Linked DNA regions of Mus musculus: all the other regions are linked to region 5. Evidence: chromatin contacts called from public HiChIP or PLAC-seq and promoter capture Hi-C data. All regions are on one chromosome and are shown on one strand. Each heading gives the region's core, a stretch centred on a gene start, on an enhancer-like site or on the middle of the called end of the contact. The rest is flanking DNA. Distances are from core to core; before and after follow the strand shown.

Region 1 (3,047 bases), core at 118-2,617, 540 kb after region 5:
TGGTCTACAGAGTGAGTTCCAGGACAGCCAGGGCTACACAGAGAAACCCTGTCTCGGAAAAACCAAAAAAAAAAAAAAAAAAAGAATCTTGCCACTTGTATCCACTTGGTTGGGAATGACACAAATTCTGCTCTCTGGTCAGTAAGGTGCCTACAGTTCATAAATGTTTATTATATATTTATAGAGAACTAAAAGAAGTTCAGAGACTTTCAAGCAAAAACATGATAACTGTTTGAAGATATGGAATTGTTAACTAACCCGATCTTCACGGTAAACATACATCAAATTAGCATTGTGTGAGCCGAGAGTGGTGTAATTCCAGCCCTTGGGAGATGGGGCTGGAAGACCAGATGTTCAAGGTTATCTGCTGCATAATAAGTTCAAGGTCAGCCCAGGCTACGTGAAACCTAAAACCACAACCACCAAAGAAAAGACAAGATGGCTCAAGTGTTAAGAGCCCTTGTGGCTCTTTCAAAGGTTCTGTGTTCAGTTCTCAGCATTTATGTCACTCAGCTCACAACTTCCTGTAACTCCAGGTCTAGGAGATCTAATGTCCTCTTCTGGCCCTTGTGGCACTTATCCACACATCACACACACACACACACACACACACACACACACACACACACACACACGCATGCATACACACATGCCAGTAATAATAATGATAATAATAATAACAATAATAAATAAAAATAAACTTAAAAAATAAACCTTAGCAAATAAAAATAGAAGAGATGGCTCAGCTGTTAATAAGGCTTGCAACCAAGATAATAAAAATAAGTCTTAAAAAAGTTATCGCTATATGCCCCATAAGGATATATAAGCTATAGTGTCAATTTTTTTCCTAAGTTCAGTTCTTAATGCCATGAAAAAAATGTTTTTGTGGTACTGGAAATAAAATAATAAAATCAGTTTAATGCACATTAGGCAAGCTGTTTGCTAGTGAGCTGCATACCAAACCCCTTAGAAATTCTTAACATGTAAATAGAGTCTTCTATTTTGAAATTTTCTTTGCTGGGTATAGGATTTAATAACAAAAATAATAGAGAGCGTTCATCCAGCCCTTCGTATTTGCGGACACTGTGCTGTGCTCTGGGAAGGCTTCTCATGTGACACTCGCGACAGACCTACTGAGCTGTGCCGTCGCCACCACCATTTTATAGTCAGGAAAAGAGAAGCAGAATGGATTGAAATGAGCGGACCCGGGATAACGATGGGCAAAATTAATAGAAACACTTTTCATTTCCCTTTCTGCATGAGAATTTGACCTTTGTTTGACTTCCTGGCTTTGTTACCCTGGTAACCCGATAAGAGCCAAATGTCAACCATGTTTCTAGGCAACATTACCTAGGATGAGAATGACCCCTGATTGGTCACATATCTGGATGTGGGAGGAGCTGTACGCAGCTGTGAAAACCTGCTAAGGACCCGCGTTCTGAGTCTCTCTGGGGAGCGATGACTCTGGCGTGTTGGTTATGGGGGTCCTGGAAGCTGCACCTCTGGAGACGTGATAAGAAGTGTGCTTTTGTGGGTACAACCTTTCCCCAGGGTAGTTCCTGCCTCTGCCTGATGTAGTTCTCATTTCCTAGAACCATGACTGCCGAGTTCAGATATGCTTTCTTGCCTCTGAGACGCGGACCTGTGTCAAGCCAAGTCATCTTGTGGGTGTGAATGCTCTGGAGCAGCGGTTTCAACTTTTCTGACGCTGCAGCTCCTTAATGCAGTTCCTCATGTTGTGCCGACCCCCAACCATAAAATTATTTTATTGCTATTTTATAACTGTTATTTTGCTATGTTTGCAAATCATAATGTAAATATCTGATATGTAAGCTGTTTACTATGCAATAACCCCAAGGGGGTCGTGACCCACAGGTTGAGAACCAGGGTAGAAGCCCATAAAAGACTAGTTGGTATTGGGTTGCCGGTATGATGTCAGTTCAAGCAAAGGAAGGAAGGAGTGGAAGAATCAAGACAGGTTTATGCACTGTGATCTGATACCCAAACTTCCATTTGGCAAAGCCTAGTTTTTCTTCTTCCAATGTCAGACTCTTAAGGATTAATGAAAACACCATAAATATACTATATAGTATAAAGACTATAAAGTAAAACAAATTTGATTTTTTTATTCCTACCTCCATCATTCTATCTACATATGCCTGCTCTGCCACCCATCAGAAAGTGCTTATCTCGATAGCAAAGGAGGACAGAGTGGGCTCAGCAGAGGGTCCTCTCCGTGTGTCATGCTTGCTTGTTTTTGCTGCTGAAGTCACCTTTCTGCTCATTTATTCCTCTCCTTACAAGGAATTTTTTTTTTTTTTGGAGCTTGTGTTCTAGCTAGTGGTGAGCACCCAGCTTAGTGATGAGCAGTCAGCTTAGTGATGAGTACTCAGCTTAGTGGTGAGCACCCAGCTTAGTGGTGAGCACCCAGCTTAGTGGTGAGCACCCAGCTTAGTGGTGAGCACCCAGCTTAGTAGTGAGCACCCAGCTTAGTGGTGGGCACCCAGCTTAGTGATGAGCACCTAGCTTAGTGGTGAGCACTTTGCTATTATATGCAAGCCCCTGGGCTTGCTACTTGGCACTGGGAAGAAAATGCCCTTGTGCTATTTTTGTTTTTAAGAGAAAAACTGAAGAATACCGAAGTCCATGCATTTCTTGCCCCTCATTGTCTAACATTAGCATCTTGTTCAGGTTTCTCCATTTCCCACCATCCATCCTCTTTTCTTTCACAGTCACAACAGCTGTTGTGACCCACAGATTGTCCCTCTGTCCCTTCCAGTTAGGGCTGGTTCTCATGCTTTCTCAGTCCCAATTCTCTTGAAGAAGACCTTTGCTTGTTGATAACTTTGTAAACTCTCAATTTGGATGTGCCGTGTTTCCTATGATTGGACTGGGGTTATGGAATTATTATTATTTGAGAGATCCTATGTTAGCATAGACAGCATCATAATATTCATTCATTTATTTTAAATAGGCAGAAGAATTCCTTAAAATACAAAAAGAGATCAGTGGGCTAACTTTCTCCACTGCTTATCCTAGAAAACCAC
Region 2 (3,378 bases), core at 683-3,182, 640 kb after region 5:
GTCAACAGCCAGAGAAACATCCAAACAAGCCTCACACAGAGCTGAGTAGCGTGCTTATCTACGAGCATGGGTCTTCAAAATATTTGGATAAAGGGAATTGATGAAAAGACTGGCAGCTAACCCACCCGGTGGCGATTAGGGGCAATAAAGGCTCCAGCTTATGTGCTTGCCAAAGACCAGCCTCTAATGTCTGCCTTCCAGAATTCTCTGTTAATGAGGAAGCCAATTGGCTGTTTTCTTAGGGCCATCTGGAAGCCTGGAAGTGTCACAGAAGTTTGTTAGCCCTTTAGATGTCGCTTTTGTGGCCTTATCTATTGACAGGTGGTGACCTTCACTGGGTGCATATAGCGAACTGTGGCGTTGGGTTTGACTCCCTCCAGCAGTCAGGCAGAAGTGCCATCCAACCTCCTCCACTGATGCTCTATTTTAGTGGCCACTTGGCCTTCCTTGCCATTTGGTGCCAGCTCTTCCTCTCAAGTCCCCTCCTCTCACCTGCCAGTTCTAGCAGATCTTGCCTAACCTGACTATAACTTCCGTGCTCATTTGATGACAGCCTCAGACAGGGTCAGCCCTCCATTACTAAGTGAGATTCAGAACAAAATAAAATGCTTCGTGAAACACTTTTCTTTGGTTAATCACTACCTGTCCTGGTTTGAAGAAACTGTTGTTCTAGTTAATAGATAAGGCAGATGATGATAGGATGAGACATTTGGAGCCTGGTGTAAAGCCCAGCTTTGGACTGCTTTGTCATTTAGCAGCTAGGAAACCATGTGGTAACAAGCCCCAAAGAGAAATTTAGTCCACCTTTCTTCCTGCAGTTAATTTAAAAAAACAAAAACAAAAAACAAAAACTCTGGATGTGATGCACTCACAAATCTTCACAGCACATTGACGTGCTATAATGCTTGATTAGGGCAATTTACTTGTATAAAAGGATCTTTGAAAATCCTTGCGGTTAATAATGTATGTCAGAGTGGATCAGTTCTGACAGTTTTTTTAACATTGAAGGTACATCACATAAGCGAGTTTCAAATAACGTCTGATTATCTCCCTAAATAATCTGGGTGCATGTTTTTCACTGGCACAAAAATAACCAGATTTAAAGAATCGCTCATTTTTATTTTATCAAACTAACGGCAAGGCTTGCTTGGTATGTCTGTAACTTTAAATAACAGTGTTGCTCATTTGTGAGTCTTTGACTATCAAAAGCATCCCAATTGGGACAGTTTTACTGAAGGATAAGCTCATCGTTATCCATCCTTACAAGTCCCACCCACAACTTCGGGTTTGGTGGGTGCTGCAGCACGCACCTGTGCTGGTGGGACCAGGGCTGTTGAAAGAGTGGAGAGAATCCTGCTCATTCCCCCCTCCTCGCCCCCTTTGCTGAGGCATGTGAGACACACTGCATTCTGCAGAGAAACGAATTTCGAAAGCACGAAGTTGGCAGCAGCGAGGTGTCCAGGACTACTCACACACACCAAAGCTGCTGGCCCTCCTGCGTCCTGCCACGCGTGCATCTGGGAGTTGTGAAATGAGTTACTAGAAGGAGGTAGGGCGCGAAGTCTAGCCTCAATGTTGAGCAGTGTTGCGCGCACCACAGTGTCAAAACAAGATTGCATTCGGCCAGGTGGGCGTGCGCCCCGGGGAGCCCAACACTTGTCAGCATCTTCGGTTTGCTTGGGTTCCTCCGAAGTTACGGAGGTGCAGGGAAGAGGAGGGGCCTCGCCTAGGACGCATAAGTGATTGGCTGTCCGGGGCCCTTGGAGAGGGCGTGTGGTCCAGCCCTGGTGGAGAGGGGCGGAGCGGCCACTGTTCCTACCGCTGCCGCCGCCAGCACAATCACAGCCACCGCAGCCTTGGCCTCTGGGCAAGTCGTGTTTAGCAGCGGCTTCCCGGGTGTCCAGGCCGGACGAGAACGCCTTACTGGGCTTGCTTGGTACCCTACCGGTGCCTGGCAGCCAAGCAGCAGCCACCACAACCGACCCTGTACGTGGTGTCTCTCTGGATCCGAGCTTTCTGTGCAGGTTAAGTCCCTCGGGCCCCGCCGACCCCTTGCCACTATGCCCCTTGCGACCACTCTTGGCACCCTGGTGCTACTGTTGCTGCTACCGCTGCCCCGCGGTGCTGAAGTGACTGGGGACCATTCGAATGTCGCCTTGGACTACGGAGCCTTGGAAGGCGAGGAGGGCACGGAGCAGCAGCTGCATTACCACGACCCCTGCAAAGCTGGTAGGTACCACCGCTGGCTGTCCTAGTCTCCGGGCAAGTCGGGCTGAAGTTTGCCTTTGAAATGCAAATGAGGGGTGGGCAAGGCGGGCCACTCCGCTCCTGAGAGATGTCCCCGGCTCCCGCGGGAGGGGGAGGACAATGTCTGCGGGAAACTGCTTTAGTACTCCTCCAAGTCCAGGAGGACATCCTGGTCCCAGGTTAGCAGTGCACATCGGGTGGCGGCCGCAGGATCGGTCCCATAGGGAATTCTGGCGGATGTGGAAAGCAAAGCCTGTGTGGTGCACGGTGGGCTCGGGTCGCCTGTCAGCCTCTAGGCACCCGCTACCTCCAGACACTGCAGGAGTCGAGCCTGGCTGGGCGCGGCGCTCCAGGCTCTGTCCGATGGAGTAGCTGGCTTCATCGGAGTTCACAGCAGTTGGAAGTTTCCCGCGAAGTTTCCAAGATCTGTAGTTACTCTTGGGAAGAGATTAGAAGACAGACAAAAAAGCTTCACAGGACAGAAGGAAGAGTCCCCTAGGGAGAACGCCCACGACTTGAATTGCTCCAGCTTCCCCCCCACCCGTGCCCCTACCCCCGCAGTCTCCTCAGCACCCGACTGAGATGGAAGTCAGCAGGTGCTCTAATTCCACCAGGAAGCTGCGCCCCAGGACTGCACCGGGCACGCCAGCATTTGAGCACAAACCTTTGCCCCAGCTACAGGGCCTGCTTCCCTCCAGCTACTAACCCTGTTTTGGGATGTGCGGCAAGAGATAGATGGGGGGTGATAAAGCATCCCAGCAAAGGTTACTAAGTATCTGTCCGCAAAGGACCCAAACGTATCAAAGTCAAGAGCAGTTACTAGCTGGGACCCAAGCAGGTGCAGGACTCAGACTACCTTGAGGCTGCTCCTGGATGGTGGCCGAGAACCCGTTAGTAGTGTTTTCCTTTGTCCATTGCCCAACCTGATTGATTCGCTTCTGGTGTGCAAAAATAAGGGATAAGAGGCCTTGAGGATACTTGAGGCGATCAGAGTGGTTCCTCTGGGCACAGTGGCCCATCAGGTCTGGGCCATTTCATTCCCTCAGTTCATAGAGACTTCTCTCAGCCTCAGGCTCCTCATCTCTAAAATGGAAGAAGGTAAACAGAGGACTTGGGTGGGAATTTCTTGCC
Region 3 (3,243 bases), core at 415-2,914, 600 kb after region 5:
TGTTTTTTTTTCTTTTTTTGTGGGGGAGGGGGAGAAAACAAACTACCAATGTCTAAACTCGCCTTGATAGCCGGAGATACTGGAGCTTGCTGCTGGATTTCTCTTCCCTTTGGTTTCAATTAGAGCTTTAACCAGAGCAGACACTTAGAATCTGAAACTTGTCCGTCCCTTGTTTTTTTGTTGTTGTTGTTGTTTTTTAAAGTATCTTATGCTAACTGTAGATTTGATAATAGCTTCTGATTCTTGTTTTGTTTTTTTGCATCATTAAAACCATTATTCTTCAGCTTGATGTCACGCTCCAGAAGAAAAGGTGTGTGGATGGTTTTCTTCTTCTGATTTTTAGCAGTGATACAGTTTCAGTACATAAAATTTAGGATCTACAGAGGAATATAACATTGACATTTCTGTTTATCTAAATTGTTTGAAAATACATAAAATTAAACTGAGCATGTTTGCACAGTCCTGTAATTCTAACACTTGTGAGGCTGAAATGGAAGGATTGGGAATTCCCAGTGAGCTTGAGGGCCTTGGTGAGATCCTGTCACAAGAAAGTGAAAATTGAATTCATGTTACCTATGTTAATCTTTTAAACTTAACCCTTATGTAGTGCTTACCATATGCTAGTGATTTGAGCATTTTTAACTAAAATTATATGTAATTATTTTTATACATTTTTTTCCTTATAACCTTTTGTGAGCTTATTCTTATATTGTTGCTCTTCAAATGTGGCTCAGTAGTACTCTGCAGTTGGGATGTGCACTTTCCCCACACGAGTCCCACGGTGGTCTGCTCTCTCCCTTTCTCTTCCTTCCTTTTTAGAAATAACAAAGCTTTTAGCAGATCTTACGCAAGGTATTATAATGTAGCTACAAATCTTTTACAAGCTTAAGCTCTTTGAATAGAATTACTAAACATATGTATATATTTATATTTATAGGCTATAATAAACATTTTAAGGCAGTTTCTGTTCCCGTCCTCCCTCCCTTACATTTTTTAGTATTAGGATTGAGCTGAGGAAGGGACCTCATGGATGTTAAATGCTTCCCCACTGAGCTGCATTTCCAGGCCTTCCCCCCACCCCCATGTTTTTGTTTTTGTTTTCCACTTTTTATTTTGAGACCCAGTCTTGCTGAGTTACACAGCCTAGCTTTGGGTTCCTCTGTAGCTCTGGCTGACTGAGCTTGTAAGCCTTCTGCATTAGCTTTCAGGTAGCTAGGGTTCCAGGGTTGTTCCCCTAGGCTACGTTGACAGTCAGGTTGCTTAGTTAGTCTGTACCTTTGTGGTCTTTAAATCAACTGTGCATAGACCACTATTTCCAGTCTGTGTTTTTAAAATCTATTTGGCAGTTATTGAGTATATAATTACCTTCCAGACTGCACTAGGCCGTGAATGTAGAGAGTTTAACCAGACCTCTGGCTTCAGGGGTCCATCCTTGGGCACTCTGAAACTGTACACTTAATTTTGTGTGATTATACATTTTCAGGTGGGGATGGGGTGGGGTGGGGTGGGGGTGGGTTGTGGCAGGGAAGTAACACATTCGTGAGATTCTCAAGAGTGTAAGGGCAAAAATACTCAAGACGAGTGTGAATGCATCACATTCCAGCCTAAGACAGCCCTGGGAAGGAGCCAGCACAGTTTCCAGTTTCACAGTTGAGGAACTGTGAGGGTCACAGAGAGGTTAAACCATTTGCTTTTGTTCAGATAGCAGATAGTAAGTAGTGGAACGCAGACCAGAACTCAGGACTTGGCCGTGTCTCTATGCACATATATGGTCATTTCATGATAACTTTGCAGAACACTGTGGAATTTGAGGTAAGAGTGTTCTTTTCCATATTAGTAATTCCATCAAAAGAGCAAGTGGAAGTAAGGTGGTGTGGTACATTCTCAGAGAACACAGTGTGTGCTGTGGTAGCTAGTGGTTGTTTTCTGGGCTGTTATTGGGCACACACTGACAGTTAGGTGCTGGATCTACTTAACGTGGTGATCTCTGTGAGAAGTACGTATGGACGTTTGCTAGTGTGCGTTTTTGCTTTTATCCTCCTCAAGATTTTTGCATTGCTAAAATCTTAGTTGACTCTTCAGAACTCGTAGGTTTGTGTTCACCTGAAGGAGGAACACTTGTCATTTTCAACCAGTGACTTATGGTGAGATTGTTTTCAGCTAGTTCTTTAGTTATATAGAATGTGGACAGAGTTTGAAACATGAGAAATAAGAGACTATTTGAACACAACTATGAGGACACTGTTTTTGCAAGCAATCAAGAATGGAAATGACTCACTTCTAGGGTATTTTTGAGTGATTTATAAGCAGATTTGCCTCCTAGATAGAAGCTAGCCTGTGATCTTGATGATTACGAAGGGCCTCTGTGGCCACTGATGACTTGGGGTTCCTGTGCTGTTGGACTGAGGGTTCACCCAAGTGACCTTCAACTCTGCTGTTATCTCTGCCTAAACTCCTGCCCTTAAGCTTCCCGCACAGCAGATGACCATTTCCTTGTGCGCCATAAGCTCTGTGTTGTCTGTCCTTACATCATCTTGGATTATTTTCTTTATGTGAGGAGTTTCTCACATAAGGCGTCTTTGAGAATAAAGATGAGGAGACCCTTTTACTATAAGGTAATGGGAAACAGGAAAATGCTGGAGGGCTAGCACAGCGAGCCCCATCTGCCACCACCAGATGGAACTGTTGGGAACTGAGGGAACTGGGGCAAATGCTGACTTTTCTTTTTGTCTTGTGTTTCCTGTGACTATTTTGCAAATCAATGGGTTAATTTGTAAATTTTACTTTGCAGATGATGTGATGCCAGGCACTTACTGTGAAATTGACTTAGATAAAGAGAAGAGAGATGCGTTTGTGTATGCTATCAAGAATCACTATTGGTATCAGATGTACATAGATGACTTACCAATATGGGGTAAGTATCCTTGGTTACAAAGTAGGATTTCAAGTAAGCAGGGGGTTAAGGTGACTGTTCCAGATCATGATGGAAATGTGTTTCTAATATTTGCCCCGGAATAGTCTTTAAGGCTGATTTTATGGCTTTCTCCTACTGGAGGCATTTTTGATACTGCCAGACCTTATAGGAAACTCTTAAGATAAAAGGTTTAATACAGTGTAACTTTTCAGACTGAAGGAACTCAAAGGCACTTGGTATAATCTGAAGTTTCCTCCTCCCCAGCTTTACAGCTTATTTTCCCCTAAATGTAGTTAGAGGGACAGAGTAGGGTTTCTGAAATTTACCTC
Region 4 (3,003 bases), core at 139-2,638, 850 kb after region 5:
ATGGTTTTTATGTTCCTTTCTGCTAAGAGCTGTGGGAAGGGCGGGGCAGGGAACTAGATCTCCTTCAGGATACATTGCAAGAAAACCGTGCAGGCAGATTAGAGAAAGGCAACAGTTACGGGAAGCAAGTGTCTGCATTTCTCTCCTGATGCCCTACTCTTCTGCAAAGGGACCTCACCCTTCAACCACTCTGAGGCATCAGCTCTCGGACATCCTGAAGAATGGCAAATTCAGATATAGTGCATGAACGTGAACAGTCAAGGAACCAGGAGGACCGAAGAGCTCCTCTTTGAACAAAGAACCTGGGGGTGGGGGTGGGCAGGGGCGGGAAGAAATCCGGGTTTGCTCTCTGTCTCTTCTCCTCCCTTCTCTGGCCTGGTCCTCCTTCCCACTCTCTCCTCAGCCAGGCCCTTGAAGCTATAACAGGAGAGATAACTGAAATCCCTCCACTCTGTCTCCCTCCAACCCCCCGTGCATTCTTTAGACCCAGGTCGATGGTCCTTTGATAATGTTCAGAACGTAATCTCCTTTCACAAAGGTGACTAGGATGTGCCAGGTGAGTGGGGGTGGGGGTGTTCAGGTCCAAGGGGAAGAAAGAACACGCCCTCTCATTTTTTTGTTTTTTGTGTTTTGTTGTCTCGAGGAGTATAGCAGAACTGTCTAGATGGGGTCAGAGGCAGGTGTGGGATTTCACTGTGCTTGGGATACCCCTACACCTGACATGTCGCACTGGGTGTGATGAGAGGGGAAGACATGGAGGGGAGTTAGGAGGCATCCGCCTGATGTCATGTGTTGGGAAATCACTAGGCTTGTCCTCAGCTGACTTTTGAGTGTATCCTGTCTTTATTTGAAAATGGCAAGCTTTCAGCAAGGCAACTCCTGACTCCACACAGCATACGATAGGGTCGCCTTTCCCCACCCCTAAGTGACCTTGACCTTGCACAAAGAATTACCTATCACATTTTAAATGACCACTGCTGTGACCTCGGTGACAAGAACTGTCCATTTCATGTCTTAGTTCTTAAGAAGAAGAGGCTAACCCATGGCTTAATGCAAATGAGCAGAAAGCCCCCAAAGAGCCATCCAGATATAATTGATTATTCAGCTTTTCCTTGTACCTAAGAAGTGGCAGGGTGACTCTGGCCATCTGCTAAAAACAGGGACTACCTAAGGTTTGGGACAAACAGGAAGTAGTGCTCAGTCAGAAACTTATCCAACCTGGCAACACACCTGATCATAAAAGAGCTACTGGAAGGGATTTGCATGCCCAATAAGGTTTCACTACCGAAGTTTACACAACGCACAGTAATCAGCCAGGCTGGCTGACTCCCTGGATCACATGACCTCGTAGAAACATGAAACTTGGCGATGCGCTCCAGCGAGTTTTACTTCCCCTGTGCAGGGGTGTTTGCCAGCAGCCTGTGGGTTGCTCGCAGAAGTCAGTTCCAGTGGCTTGAGTTCTTGAGGCCAGAGCCTTACCATGCTGCTCCCCAGGAAGTCCAGGAGCTGCTGACACCCCCCTGGACAGCGACACATCCTCTCTCAAGAAAATGGACAAGCTGAATAAGATAACTGTCCCTGCCAGCCAGAAGCTGAGGTAAGAGATTCCCTTCGGAGCCTTATTCCTCTTCTTTGCCCTCTAGGGCTCCTCCAGCGCTCAGAGGCACCAAAACCTTGGGATACTTGACCAGTGCCAATCGGTTAGCAATGGCTATAGGGAAGTAGATCAGCTTTTTAAAGAAACGTGTAGGAGGAGTGAAGGAACCTGCTTTGGCTGGTTTTTGCCAGGGATGGGACAAAGAGTGAAGCTCTGGGAAGGCAAGAAGATAGAAAATTTGATGGCCCACATGCTAGCAACAGCCAGCTTTCTGAGTCTGAGGAGGGGCTCATCCATGGTGTGAAGAGCGTTTGTAGTCACTGTCGCTTACTGACTCTTGTTTGTTTTGTGGGTGTTCACCCTAAGTTTATTGGGGGAACTACGCGTCTCTCCAGTACCCTCATGACTATCTATTTTAGAATGTCAGATGGCTCACTGGATAAAGTGCTGAATGTGCAGGTCTGATGATCTAAGTTCCATGCCCACAACCCAGATAAAAAACGGAAAGAGAAGCAACTCCACAAAGCTGTCCTTGGACTCCACAGTCACTGCCAGCCTGGCACATGCATGCCCTGACACATCATGCCCACACACATTTCACACACACATACACACACACATACTGATAATAACAATAACCATTTTAAAAAACAGCTTTGGCAATTTAAAGAAATATATACTAAGAAAGAATAAGCCAGCAGTGGCCTAAGGCATACATACGTCAAGAGACCATGCAAAGATGACTTCCCAGTTTTTGAGTTTGAAGAGCATTGTCTTCTGAAGTGGGGCTGATGACTCTCAGAGGCTGGAACTTTCAAACGTTTAAGGGTGTGTTATATTCCATGTGCAGGCTAGAACTTTGGACTTTCATGAGGTCATACTTAAGGGATGGAGCACTGGAGAGTCTGAGACAAATGACAAGAAAAGACATGGAGTTGATAGAAGGACAGTCTTTCACGGTGGCACATGGGTCTTCTCACTCTGAGGGGTTTGGTAAGAGGCAGACTGAGAGGTACTAAGGGGTCCAGACCAGCGGGCAGCATCAGCTGGTCAGCCATTTTATAGAGGATACCCAGGAGAGCCACAGAGCCTTTAACATGGAAGTTAGAAGGTCCCACAGGCACCCTCCATCTTCTGCTGTGCATCTCACGGAAGGGAAGGGTAGAGCAGACATCGTAGAAATAATAAGGGGGCCACGAAGTGGAGAAGAGGATTGGAGTAGCAGAGACATCTTCATGAAGATGATGCTTCAAGAATTAAGCCTCTGAGAGGCAGCTGAGAAAACAGATGGAGAGCTGAGGGAAACAGGTTACATGCTGAGGGGGCTGTAACCTCACACGTACAGGCTGATGCGAGTGCAGTCTCAAATGTGGGCTGGTGAGAAAAGTCCTGCCTAGCAGAGGCCA
Region 5 (3,216 bases), core at 135-2,634:
CGAGAAACCCTGTCTCGAAAAAAGAAAAAAAAAAAAAAAAAAAAAAGAAGTCTCAAAGGAAGCTAGCCAGGATGCTCCCAGCACTTGGGAGGCAGAGGCAGGCAGATCTTTGAGTTTGAGGCCAGCCTGGTCTACAGGGTGAGTTCCAGGACAGCAGGGCTACTCAGAGAAACCCAGTCTAAAAAAAAAAAAAAAAACCAACCAGGCAGTGGTGACGCATGCTTTTAATCCCAGCACTTGGGAGGCAGAAGCAGGTGGATTTCTGAGTTCGAGGCCAGCCTGGTCTACGGAGTGAGTTTCGGGACAGTCAGGGATACACAAAGAAACCCTGTCTCGAAAAACCAAAATAAATAGATAAATAACCATAACCAAAACCAAACCAAACCAAAAAAAAAATATATATATATATATAACAGGCAAACTGAAAAATGTCAATTTCACCTGTAACATGACTCATATACACAATAAGGTTTTCAATGACTAAATTCTAGTCGTTTCAATGAATGACGTATATCACATATTAATAAGAGTGTATTCACCCAGTTCTAGGTTTTCCATACATATTACAAAAAATAAAAGGGCCAAACTAAAAAAAACTCTTATCCTTTGACCTAAAACTCCACTCTTAGGAATGTACTCTGAAAAATGAATCATAAATTTGGAAAAGTTTTATGGGAAAGAGCATTAGTCACACACTTACTACAACGGCGAACTCAGAGAAACAGCAACCGTTGAAGGAATTTAAACAATTACAAGTACTTAATGGAAACTTACGTAATCGGTACAGTGTTTTCAAAGCGCGTGCAGTCACCGGAAAAAGCGTTTATAATTTAATGCGACTGCAATGCTTTTGTGTGTGGCTGTATAATGTACAAAGAGGAGGATGAAGGGGGGGGGGGGAAGCCTGTTAATCTCGTTTGAATCCTATGGTTACGAGAACATTTTCGTTTGAACTACAAAAAAAGTCAATTCGATGTAGCTCTGAGAAACCGGAGCAAGTCTGAGAAGCTCTGACCACAGGGTCGGCTTCCCAACCGTCGGGGTCGCCCCTCCCCGGGCCAGCGCAGGCGTTACCCACACGTGGGGCTGGAGCGGGCGCGGCAGAGGAGGGGCTGGGTGTGCTGGGGGTGTGTCCGCGAGTGGGAGCAGCCAATTGGCAGTCGCCGAGGGTGCCTCCTAGGACCGAGAGGTCCTAGGACCTGGGCTCGGCGAAGTCGGTGCCCCGTCCCCGGAATCGCTCGCAACCATATAAACTATCTCTGGGCAGACAGTGTGGGCAGTGGTCTCGCACGGTTTGCGCCGTCCCGCGCCCCTAAGTCTTCTAGCGAACGTCTCCCCCCACGGTCGCGCGCGGTGGTAGGAGCCGCGCGACGTCACCCATTGTTTACAAATCAACCCAAGCCGGCAGCGTTCCGGCTCCCGCGGCTCTAAGGCGCGCGGTACCTCTGCCCGGTGGTCCCGGCTTCCGCATCCCCAGGCTCGGCCCCCTCCTGGCCCGGCTTGGGCCTCCGCCGCGCTCCCGCCCCAGCCGCGGCTCGCCGAGCCCGCGGCCAACCGAGCTGCCAGCGACGCCCGCACAGCCGCGGGGGCCCGGGCGGGGGGCCATGCCTTGCCGGAGAGAGGAGGAGGAGGAAGCCGGCGACGAGGCAGAGGGGGAGGAGGACGACGACAGCTTCCTCCTGCTGCAGCAGTCGGTGACTCTGGGCGGCTCGACCGACGTGGATCGGCTCATCGTCCAGATCGGCGAGACGCTGCAGCTGGACACGGCGCACGATCGCCCGGCCTCGCCGTGTGCCGCCCCGGGTCCCCCACCCGCGCCTCCGCGGGTCCTGGCGGCGCTGTCGGCGGACAAGACCGGGACCCCAGCGAGGCGGCTGCTGCGGCCGACGGGGTCAGCAGAGACCGGGGACCCTGCGCCTCCGGGGGCCGTGCGCTGCGTGCTGGGGGAGCGCGGGCGTGTGCGGGGCCGATCGGCGCCCTACTGCGTTGCGGAGATCGCCCCGGGTGCCAGCGCGCTTCCCGGGCCGGGGCGGCGAGGGTGGCTCCCCGGCTCCGTGGCTTCTCACCGAATCCAGCAGCGGCGGTGGACAGCAGGCGGAGCGCGCGCGGCCGACGACGACCCGCACCGGCTCCTGCAGCAGCTCGTGCTCTCCGGAAACCTCATCAAGGAGGCGGTGCGCAGACTCCAGCGAGCGGTCGCCGCGGTTGCGGCCACGAGCCCCGCGAGCGCTCCGGGGTCCGGGGGTGGCCGAAGCGGACCGGACTCAGTCACTCTGCAGCCCTCGGGCGCCTGGCTCTGACAGGGGATCCCTGGAGGAGGAAGAGGACGCCGCTACGCTGATCCAACAGTGTCTTGCCCGGGACTGTGCGGAGCAGGAGCTGTCGTCCATCCCTCGGGCTACAGCCTCAAAGTTACCGGCCGCGAGAGGCTGTTAGAGAAAACGGACTCTACTGAGTAGCACCAGCAGCCGAGGACCTGGGATCTACCGGTTGAACTGTGGCAGCTACTTAATCCACTTGGACCTGACTTAGCCCTTATCGTGTGCTTGGATTGTTTATAGATGTGGCTCGCAGGGGCGGGAATCGGGAGGGCTTCTAACAATACTTGAAAAACCAATAGTAGATATGATCTCGTTATTTTCGGGTACAGAAGCTTTCTGAATATGGTGCTACAATTGCAGAGCAGAGCGGTTCTAGGGTGAAGAACATAAGTTGGCAGATTTATGTTGGTGGGTTGACAACGCTTGCTTTCCCCTGCTTAATTTGTGATTATGAAGGTTGGGGACCTGGTTGGTGAATTCTTGAAGGTGGGGAGAGATGAGTTTAAATGGGGACATGCAATTGATTCGACCTTGCCAACTTGAACTCAAGGTCAGGTTGGTAGAGTGGAGTGTTGTGGGATTCTTGGGAGCGCTCACCCCAGTGTCTTTTTCTGGAGCCAAGCACAGACCGGAGTGTCCCTTTGCCACCGCGTGGAGTCTCCCGAGGACACGGCCGACATGGCCATCCTTGTAGGAAGAGTTATTTGCGGTTTCTGTGCTTTGCTTTTCCAGAACTACTTCTGCTAGGCCACTCTTTGGCCATAGCTCCAGCTTTCTCAGAAATGGTCATAAGCAACCTCCTGATCTCCCTGCGGCCATTGTGTTTGTGGTGTGTGTGTGTGTGTGTGTGTGTGTGTGTGTGTAGGGGGGAAAGCAGTGGGCACACTTTTCTGCT
Region 6 (3,190 bases), core at 340-2,839, 520 kb after region 5:
CCGCATTCGCTGTGGGGTAGGCATCCTGGGGACCTGGTACATCTCCATCAGGGCATCGACTTTCCTAGTAGATGCCTTTGTTTCAGTAAAGGGTGCAAAGGTATCAGGATACATCTTATTAGAACCACCACCTTCCCTCGGGACTCCCATCACCTCGGACACGAGTAGCTTCTTTAAGTCAGAGAATCGAACCTGGGAGTGTATGTGCCATCCATGTAAGGACTCTGTTTCATGAGTGTGTAACATAGGGCAGACAGAATACCAGCAGGCCACAGAGTTAGAGAGAGGCCTGCATATCTTCCAGCTGGCCTAGCCTGGGAAGGAGAAGGTGACACATTGTGGGAGCCTGCTTCTTCATTTACTGGTCACCACCCTGGCCTCAGGGAGGGTGTTAAGGTTTGATAGAGGAAACTTGCTGGCCAATATTGCTTGCTGAAAGATTGCCTAAATACCCAAGCCATGTATGGCTAGCATTTTATGGTTGTCAGTCAGTCACAAGGGAGCTGTTGTGTGAGACTTCGGGATAGTCACCCTATCGTAATATTTCACAGTCCTTCCTTCTCTGATTTAAAACGGGAGGCATTTTGGATAGGTTAGAGCACCAGAATGCTTTCTCCATGGATACAAGCTCTTTGCTAAGCTTGCCACGGTGGCTTCCCAGAACCTCAGGGCATGAGAACATTGGAAATGAGAAGTGGGGGTGGGGGAATCTGACTTTCTCCTTTGCAGTTGAGACCACAAGGTGCTGGGCACAGGCTCCCAGCATCAGAGTTGTCGGTTGTATTTCAGGTTGCATTCAACTCTTAGACATGATTGATCTGGACTTCAGAGTGATTTTAAAATTAGGCATAAAAGTTGGTGTTTCTAAAGAGAAAAGAAGTTGGTGTTTCTTGGTGTCTCATGAGTCAGAATCTGTGATATTAGGCTTAGGCTTTCTGGTTTTGTGTTTGTTTTCCCATGGGACATGCCCGCTGTAGCCTGGTCCCCACCATTCTCTGATCTTCAGTTTTTATTTTTACTTTTGAGGTTTTGAGACCGTCTTTCTACATAGCCCAGGTTGGCCTTGAACTAGTGAACCCCTTTTCTTATCCTCCCCACAGCTGGGGTCACAGGTGTGTACCACCACACCTGGCCACTTCCTGGTTTTTAAATCCAGCCTGTTGTAGCCTCTTTGCAGTCACGGCTGGACTGATGTGGACATTTCTGGCTCCTCTCCCAGTGCCGTGTCTTCCCACAGGTGTGTGGTCAGACTGCCAGGTGCAGTGGGAAGGGTGTTTGGCACCCATGCGTGCTTCATCCCACTCTGTTCAAGTCTTCCTGCTCCCTCTCTGCTGCCCTCTCACTTAGGATCATCCCAGTTGCCTACACTGAGTCTGTGGGCCTAGGGTGTCTGGCCTGTGGTGGGTCCTGACTGCCTGCAGAACTGACAGGCGTTCTTTTGGGCTCCTCATGTTTCTCGGATGAGATGCAGGACCAGGAGTTTGGCAGGAAGGATGACAGCCACAGGTCATGCGAATGGTTATAGTGGCCGCAGCAGCAGCCTGGGCCACAGCCCTCTCATGTCACAAAGTCCACACTTGGAACAGCCTTCGGCATCCCTTTGTGAAGGGTTGCTATGACGACTACATAACAGTCCTGGAATGAATGACTAAGGATGATCTGTGGCTCTGGCCATAGATCTCTCCTTGCCTTTCTGGTTTTGGGGAGGGCCCAGCCCTACCGGTCTTATCTAAAATGATCTTTGCCAAGTTGAGTAAAACAAGAGACAAGTTGAGTGTCTCTTACCTAAAATGCTAAGGGCCTGAAGTGTCTCAGATTTTGAATTTGGTTAGGGAGATGTTAGATTATTTCTGTATGCACAACAGGATATGTTATAAAACAAAGTGTGTTTATATTTTATATGCACGTTATACACAGCCTGACAATAGTTTTATAGAACATGTTACTTCCCTTGCATTTGGTCTTTGACCTAAATGCAAAGTATAGAACTTTCCGCTTGTGGTATCAGGTTAGAGCATTTTGGATTTTGGAGTTTCATATTACACCCCCCCCCTTTTTTAAGTGGTTGGTTACACTTATAACATTTATGCCACTACCACACCGGTATGTCTTGTAGTCATGTGAATGTTGCAGATCACAGGGTTCATAACTGGGCGAGATTGATTGGTGATTACGTTTCTCCTCCAGTAGTGAGTGGCGCTCCTTCCATCACTGTGACTGCTAGTCAGTAGGAGTGCAGCTTCCGGCTGGGCACCAGCTTGATCTCTCTGTGTTGGATGACATGAGTGTATCTGTCTTCAGCAATAGGGTTTTAGTGTCAGGTCGTGGAAGGTAACAGTAGCATTGACAATAGCTTGCAATGGTTTGTTTTTGGTGGGGGGTAGGGGTCTGTGGGACCACTTTGGCCAATGACTCAAAAAGATGTAACCCATTTCTGGTACTTGATAGCATATGGTATCTACATGGGCATTATTTTTCCCATTGTATGATAAGACCACTAAAAGTATATGTATATGTATATATATGTATATGTATATGTGTATATATATGTATATGTATATAAAGAGCAATTTTAAGATGTTATAAAATGAAATAAACATTTGTAGTCCCTAGGTTTAAAAAATTATGAAAATAAAGAATAGACAAAGTTTTTGTCTAATCCTCGTAAAGGTTTATAAATGTTGAGTCTGTTTTCCACAAGTTCCTCCACTGGACTGATAGCCTATGGTTCTCTGCCAGCACTGGTCTATCAAGACCCCTAGACCAGACCATCTTCTCTTAGAGAGTGGGCTGAGGCTCGAGGTGCTGGGATAACCTTTGACCCAGCACCCTAAGGGATACAGGAGGGAGAGAGAGACCAGAACTTGTCTCCCACTCCAGGCAGAAACCACTGTGTATATCATTGTGAGATGCAAGCTGGACGAGAAGGTATCAACAGAAGCAGAGTTCTCTCCTGAGGATTCTCCCTCCATCCGGGTGGAAGGCACACTGGAGAATGAGTACACGGTCTCTGTGAAAGCACCAGGTGAGTGGCCCCGTGGTGACCCAGAGTGTGCTACCCAGCTGCCTTCAGAAACACTGCTGTCCTTTGGCTCTCCAGCATCACTCAGCACGGCTGAGTTGGTGTTTTAAAAGCTGTAGTTGATGTCCTGGATTACCAGTGTGGCCTCATTAAGTTGATGTTTTAAGG
Region 7 (2,939 bases), core at 350-2,849, 840 kb after region 5:
CTCCCTTTGCCTCTACCCCCTCAACTCCCCTCCCCATGTCCTAAATAAACTCTAGTCTATATGCTTCCTATGACTGGCACCTCAGTGTGGGCCCGCAGAGGCACCCCCCTTCCACCTCACCATACTGTGCCTCTACCAAACAAATCCTGGCTCTTCCTTTCTTTTTTATAAAACACAACAATGTGTGCATGCATTGAAACACACGCACATGTGCATGCACACACAGGTACACACACACAAGCACACATGCACAACTTATTTCTTTTAAATGTATGTGGGTTGTCTACCTTATATGGCTGATGTGAAGACTGTTTTATATATACACACATATAATACACACTCACAGGTGTACACACGTATACACACACACGTGCATGCACACACATATACACAGCAGAAGTCAACATCAGATGGCTTCCTCTATCACTGTATTTTTTGAGACAGGTCTCTCATTGAGACTGGACACTATTTCAGCTGACTATCTGGCCAGCAAGCCTCTGACATCCTCCTGTCTATGCCTCCCCTCCCCCGACCAGCGCTGGGGTTATAGGTGCACACGTTTTGGGGTCTAAACTCAGGCCTTCCTGCTTCCACAGTAAGCGCTCTAACCCTTTACACCATGTCCCTAGCCCTTCTTTGGCTAGCAGTGACACTTTAGGGACATTTTATGGTGCCTAGGCTTTCTATCACATGCAATCCTTTTCCATTCAGAGATTATAAACAGGAGCAGAAATCTTACATTACTTCTTGGGGTTTTTTTATGGTTTTATTTTCATATTTAAATCGTCAACCCCCTGAAATCTATTTTTACGGATGAAATATGATATTGGACCAAAGTTTCTCTTCTTTCAATAGCTTCTGAGTTGTCCTAGAGTCTTTTATCAAAGAATCTGTATTTTCTCCCCTGACCTGAAACCTCCTTAGATTGGAAAGAATCCGCATGGGGCAATGGCTTCTAAATTTGGCAGCAGAAAGCTCTGTGGGCTCAGAACTTCAGCTGAGCTTGTAGCCCCGTTTGTGCCTCTGTTGTTTGGAAAAAGGAGAGACAAATGTACATTGAACCGAAGCTACATTTCAATAAATAGCTGCGTGGGAGAGTGGAAAGAACAGGCCCCCAAATCAGAAAGCCCCTCCCCCTATTCTCCCGTTCAGTCATTGTGAGCAAGACACACAACTGCTCTGAGCCCTGGGTTTTCTTCTGTGCAAAGAAATATTAGCCACCGTTGTTGTGTTTTATAAAAAGACAAGGAGAGAAGGAATGTGCTTGGTGGAGGTGTAGTCGGGTGTGGGGAAGGGGACAGAGCAGGAGCAAAAGAGCAAGAGAGAGAGGAGGGGGCAAGCAGCTCCTTTATAGTGAGACAGACACACCTGGCTATTGCCAGGTAACTGTGGGCGGAGCCTAGGCAAAATGCCAACAACCTTACCATAATGTGGTTTGTCGCTCAACTGTATTAGTGGCTGTGAAAGAGCTTTATAAACTAAGTGTGTGGGGGGAGGGGTGCTGGGGGGGGCTGGTCGTTGTAGGCAACATAACTCAGATTTTTGAATATTTAAATGTTTGAGCTGGTCTGCCTTTTTTTTTTTTTTTTTTTTTTTTACCTTGCTGGTAAGAATCCTGGGTCTGTTTTTAGTTTTATCCTTTTAGAGAGCATCAGCTCTGGGAGGTAGGAGGAGGGAAGGCAGTGACAGGAAGGTTAATGTCATCTGCCTGGCAGAGGGTAAAAACTAGAGTGATGCTCACAGTTTCATATGGTAGTTTTCCAGGACTGATTTCATTTTTTATTTCGTTTTGTTTTGTTTTGAGACAGTTTCTCTGTGTAGCCCTGGCTGTCCTGGAACTCACTCTGTAGACTAGGCTGGCCTCGAACTCACAGGGATCTGTCTACCTCTGCCTCCCAAGTGTTGGGATTAAAGGTGTGCGCCACCACTGCTCTGTTCTGTTCTATGATTCATAGCAGTTTGCTGGCAGTATAGAGCAATGGCAAGAACCATGCAGTGCGGTGGTCAGAGCACGAGATCCCTCCTGCCGGAACTCACTCAAGCTCACTTCATGCCAGGGATTGTGAAAATAACATTTCTTGTGTTCTTGCAAGTCTTTGCAGGGGGTTCCTGGCAGCTCATACTTGCCCCCAGGGAATGCAATGAACTGTGCCTGTAACCCATCCTGTTGGGGACATGCAGCCAAATGGGACATCACTCTTCCCCATCCCCATTGACCAACAGGAAAATGCTAAGATCTTGTCAACTTAGGCAGAAAGGACCGGGGGACAGTCACTCTATTATCCCAAAGGGAAGGTACCATGTCCAGGAGGACATAATGCAGAAAGCACACTGGATACAAGGTGAGCACACTGGATACAACATGAGCACACTGGATACAAGTGAGCACACTGGATACAATGTGAGCACACTGGATACAAGGTGAGCTCACTGGATACAATGTGAGCACACTGGATACAATGTGAGCACACTGGATACAAGGTGAGCTCACTGGATACAATGTGAGCACACTGGATACAAGGTGAGCACACTGGATACAAGTGAGCACACTGGATACAATGTGAGCACACTGGATACAAGGTGAGCACACTGGATACAAGGTGAGCACACTGGATACAATGTGAACACACTGGATACAACATGAGCACACTGGATACAAGGTGAGCACACTGGATACAATGTGAGCACACTAGAGGGTGGCTTAAGGAGAAGATTCTTAGGACCAGGACAAAGAGAAGCTACAGGGCAGCTGATGAACAATGTCACAGTGGTTTAATTTGTTGGAACCTGAGAAACCTGTTCTTCAGAGTTCCTGAGCTGTGGGCCTGGCTCTATCACTGGTCCCATCAATGCAGCCACCAGTTAAGTTACTTGTTGGTAAATATCACTCAGTTCCAAAGGCACAGAGCATCTCCACATTCTTTATTGTAAAGCCCCGG

Evidence for each region. Promoter capture Hi-C pulls out the DNA fragments that hold promoters and counts their contacts. HiChIP or PLAC-seq counts read pairs in DNA pulled down with a chosen protein or histone mark.
Region 1: a promoter capture Hi-C map of hippocampal neurons shows a contact between it and region 5, with 4 times the contacts expected there. The contact joins the enhancer-like site here to the promoter of Frat2 in region 5. A contact is called at or near these places in 4 of 39 promoter capture datasets (the C10 cell line, hippocampal neurons and liver) and 3 of 115 datasets of contacts at active chromatin or transcription factors (memory CD8 T cells, pancreatic cancer cells and pro-B cells).
Region 2: a promoter capture Hi-C map of pre-B cells shows a contact between it and region 5, with 2.3 times the contacts expected there. The contact joins the promoter of Tll2 here to the promoter of Frat2 in region 5. A contact is called at or near these places in 2 of 39 promoter capture datasets (hippocampal neurons and pre-B cells) and 2 of 115 datasets of contacts at active chromatin or transcription factors (forebrain and large pre-B cells).
Region 3: a contact with region 5 is called in a promoter capture Hi-C map of pre-B cells, with 2.7 times the contacts expected there. The contact joins the enhancer-like site here to the promoter of Frat2 in region 5. A contact is called at or near these places in 5 of 39 promoter capture datasets (the 3T3-L1 cell line, cranial neural crest, hippocampal neurons and 2 more) and 2 of 115 datasets of contacts at active chromatin or transcription factors (embryonic forebrain and neural tube).
Region 4: a contact with region 5 is called in a promoter capture Hi-C map of pre-B cells, with 6 times the contacts expected there. The contact joins the promoter of Blnk here to the promoter of Frat2 in region 5. A contact is called at or near these places in 4 of 39 promoter capture datasets (the C10 cell line, hippocampal neurons, liver and 1 more) and 1 of 115 datasets of contacts at active chromatin or transcription factors (bone marrow-derived macrophages).
Region 6: a FOXA1 HiChIP or PLAC-seq map of pancreatic cancer cells shows a contact between it and region 5. The contact joins the enhancer-like site here to the promoter of Frat2 in region 5. A contact is called at or near these places in 6 of 39 promoter capture datasets (the C10 cell line, the HPC-7 cell line, hippocampal neurons and 3 more) and 3 of 115 datasets of contacts at active chromatin or transcription factors (large pre-B cells, memory CD8 T cells and pancreatic cancer cells).
Region 7: a contact with region 5 is called in a promoter capture Hi-C map of pre-B cells, with 5 times the contacts expected there. The contact joins the promoter of C330026H20Rik here to the promoter of Frat2 in region 5. A contact is called at or near these places in 2 of 39 promoter capture datasets (hippocampal neurons and pre-B cells) and 2 of 115 datasets of contacts at active chromatin or transcription factors (bone marrow-derived macrophages and double positive thymocytes).

The regions. Positions count from the first base shown.
Region 1 is chr19:41,309,606-41,312,652 of GRCm38.p6, reverse strand. The region is part of intron 8 of Pik3ap1 (phosphoinositide-3-kinase adaptor protein 1); the gene reads left to right. Among named protein-coding and RNA genes, the nearest start is that of Gm52406, 28 kb to the right of the region's middle. Within about 2 kb of position 1,367, at least 81 of the 459 cell types and tissues checked have an H3K27ac peak or open chromatin away from gene starts, as enhancers often do. A contact at or near this core is called in hippocampal neurons, where this site is marked.
Region 2 is chr19:41,205,328-41,208,705 of GRCm38.p6, reverse strand. Tll2 (tolloid-like 2) reads left to right here and starts at 1,932. Exons shown (of 21, transcript NM_011904.4): 1 at 1,932-2,229. The coding sequence starts at 2,061.
Region 3 is chr19:41,247,577-41,250,819 of GRCm38.p6, reverse strand. It overlaps Tm9sf3 (transmembrane 9 superfamily member 3), which reads left to right. Exons shown (of 15, transcript NM_133352.2): 3 at 2,792-2,914. Among named protein-coding and RNA genes, the nearest start is that of Tm9sf3, 15 kb to the left of the region's middle. Within about 2 kb of position 1,664, at least 26 of the 459 cell types and tissues checked have an H3K27ac peak or open chromatin away from gene starts, as enhancers often do.
Region 4 is chr19:40,992,606-40,995,608 of GRCm38.p6, reverse strand. It overlaps Blnk (B cell linker), which reads left to right and starts at 1,388. Exons shown (of 17, transcript NM_008528.5): 1 at 1,388-1,597. The coding sequence starts at 1,551.
Region 5 is chr19:41,846,300-41,849,515 of GRCm38.p6, reverse strand. Frat2 (frequently rearranged in advanced T cell lymphomas 2) reads left to right here and starts at 1,384. Exons shown (of 1, transcript NM_177603.3): 1 at 1,384-3,216. The coding sequence starts at 1,605. The coding sequence ends at 2,300.
Region 6 is chr19:41,329,035-41,332,224 of GRCm38.p6, reverse strand. It overlaps Pik3ap1 (phosphoinositide-3-kinase adaptor protein 1), which reads left to right. Exons shown (of 17, transcript NM_031376.4): 3 at 1-16; 4 at 2,881-3,025. Among named protein-coding and RNA genes, the nearest start is that of Gm52406, 48 kb to the right of the region's middle. Within about 2 kb of position 1,589, at least 50 of the 459 cell types and tissues checked have an H3K27ac peak or open chromatin away from gene starts, as enhancers often do. A contact at or near this core is called in the HPC-7 cell line, neutrophils and pancreatic cancer cells, where this site is marked.
Region 7 is chr19:41,010,338-41,013,276 of GRCm38.p6, reverse strand. It overlaps C330026H20Rik (RIKEN cDNA C330026H20 gene), which reads left to right and starts at 1,599. Exons shown (of 3, transcript NR_155302.1): 1 at 1,599-2,939.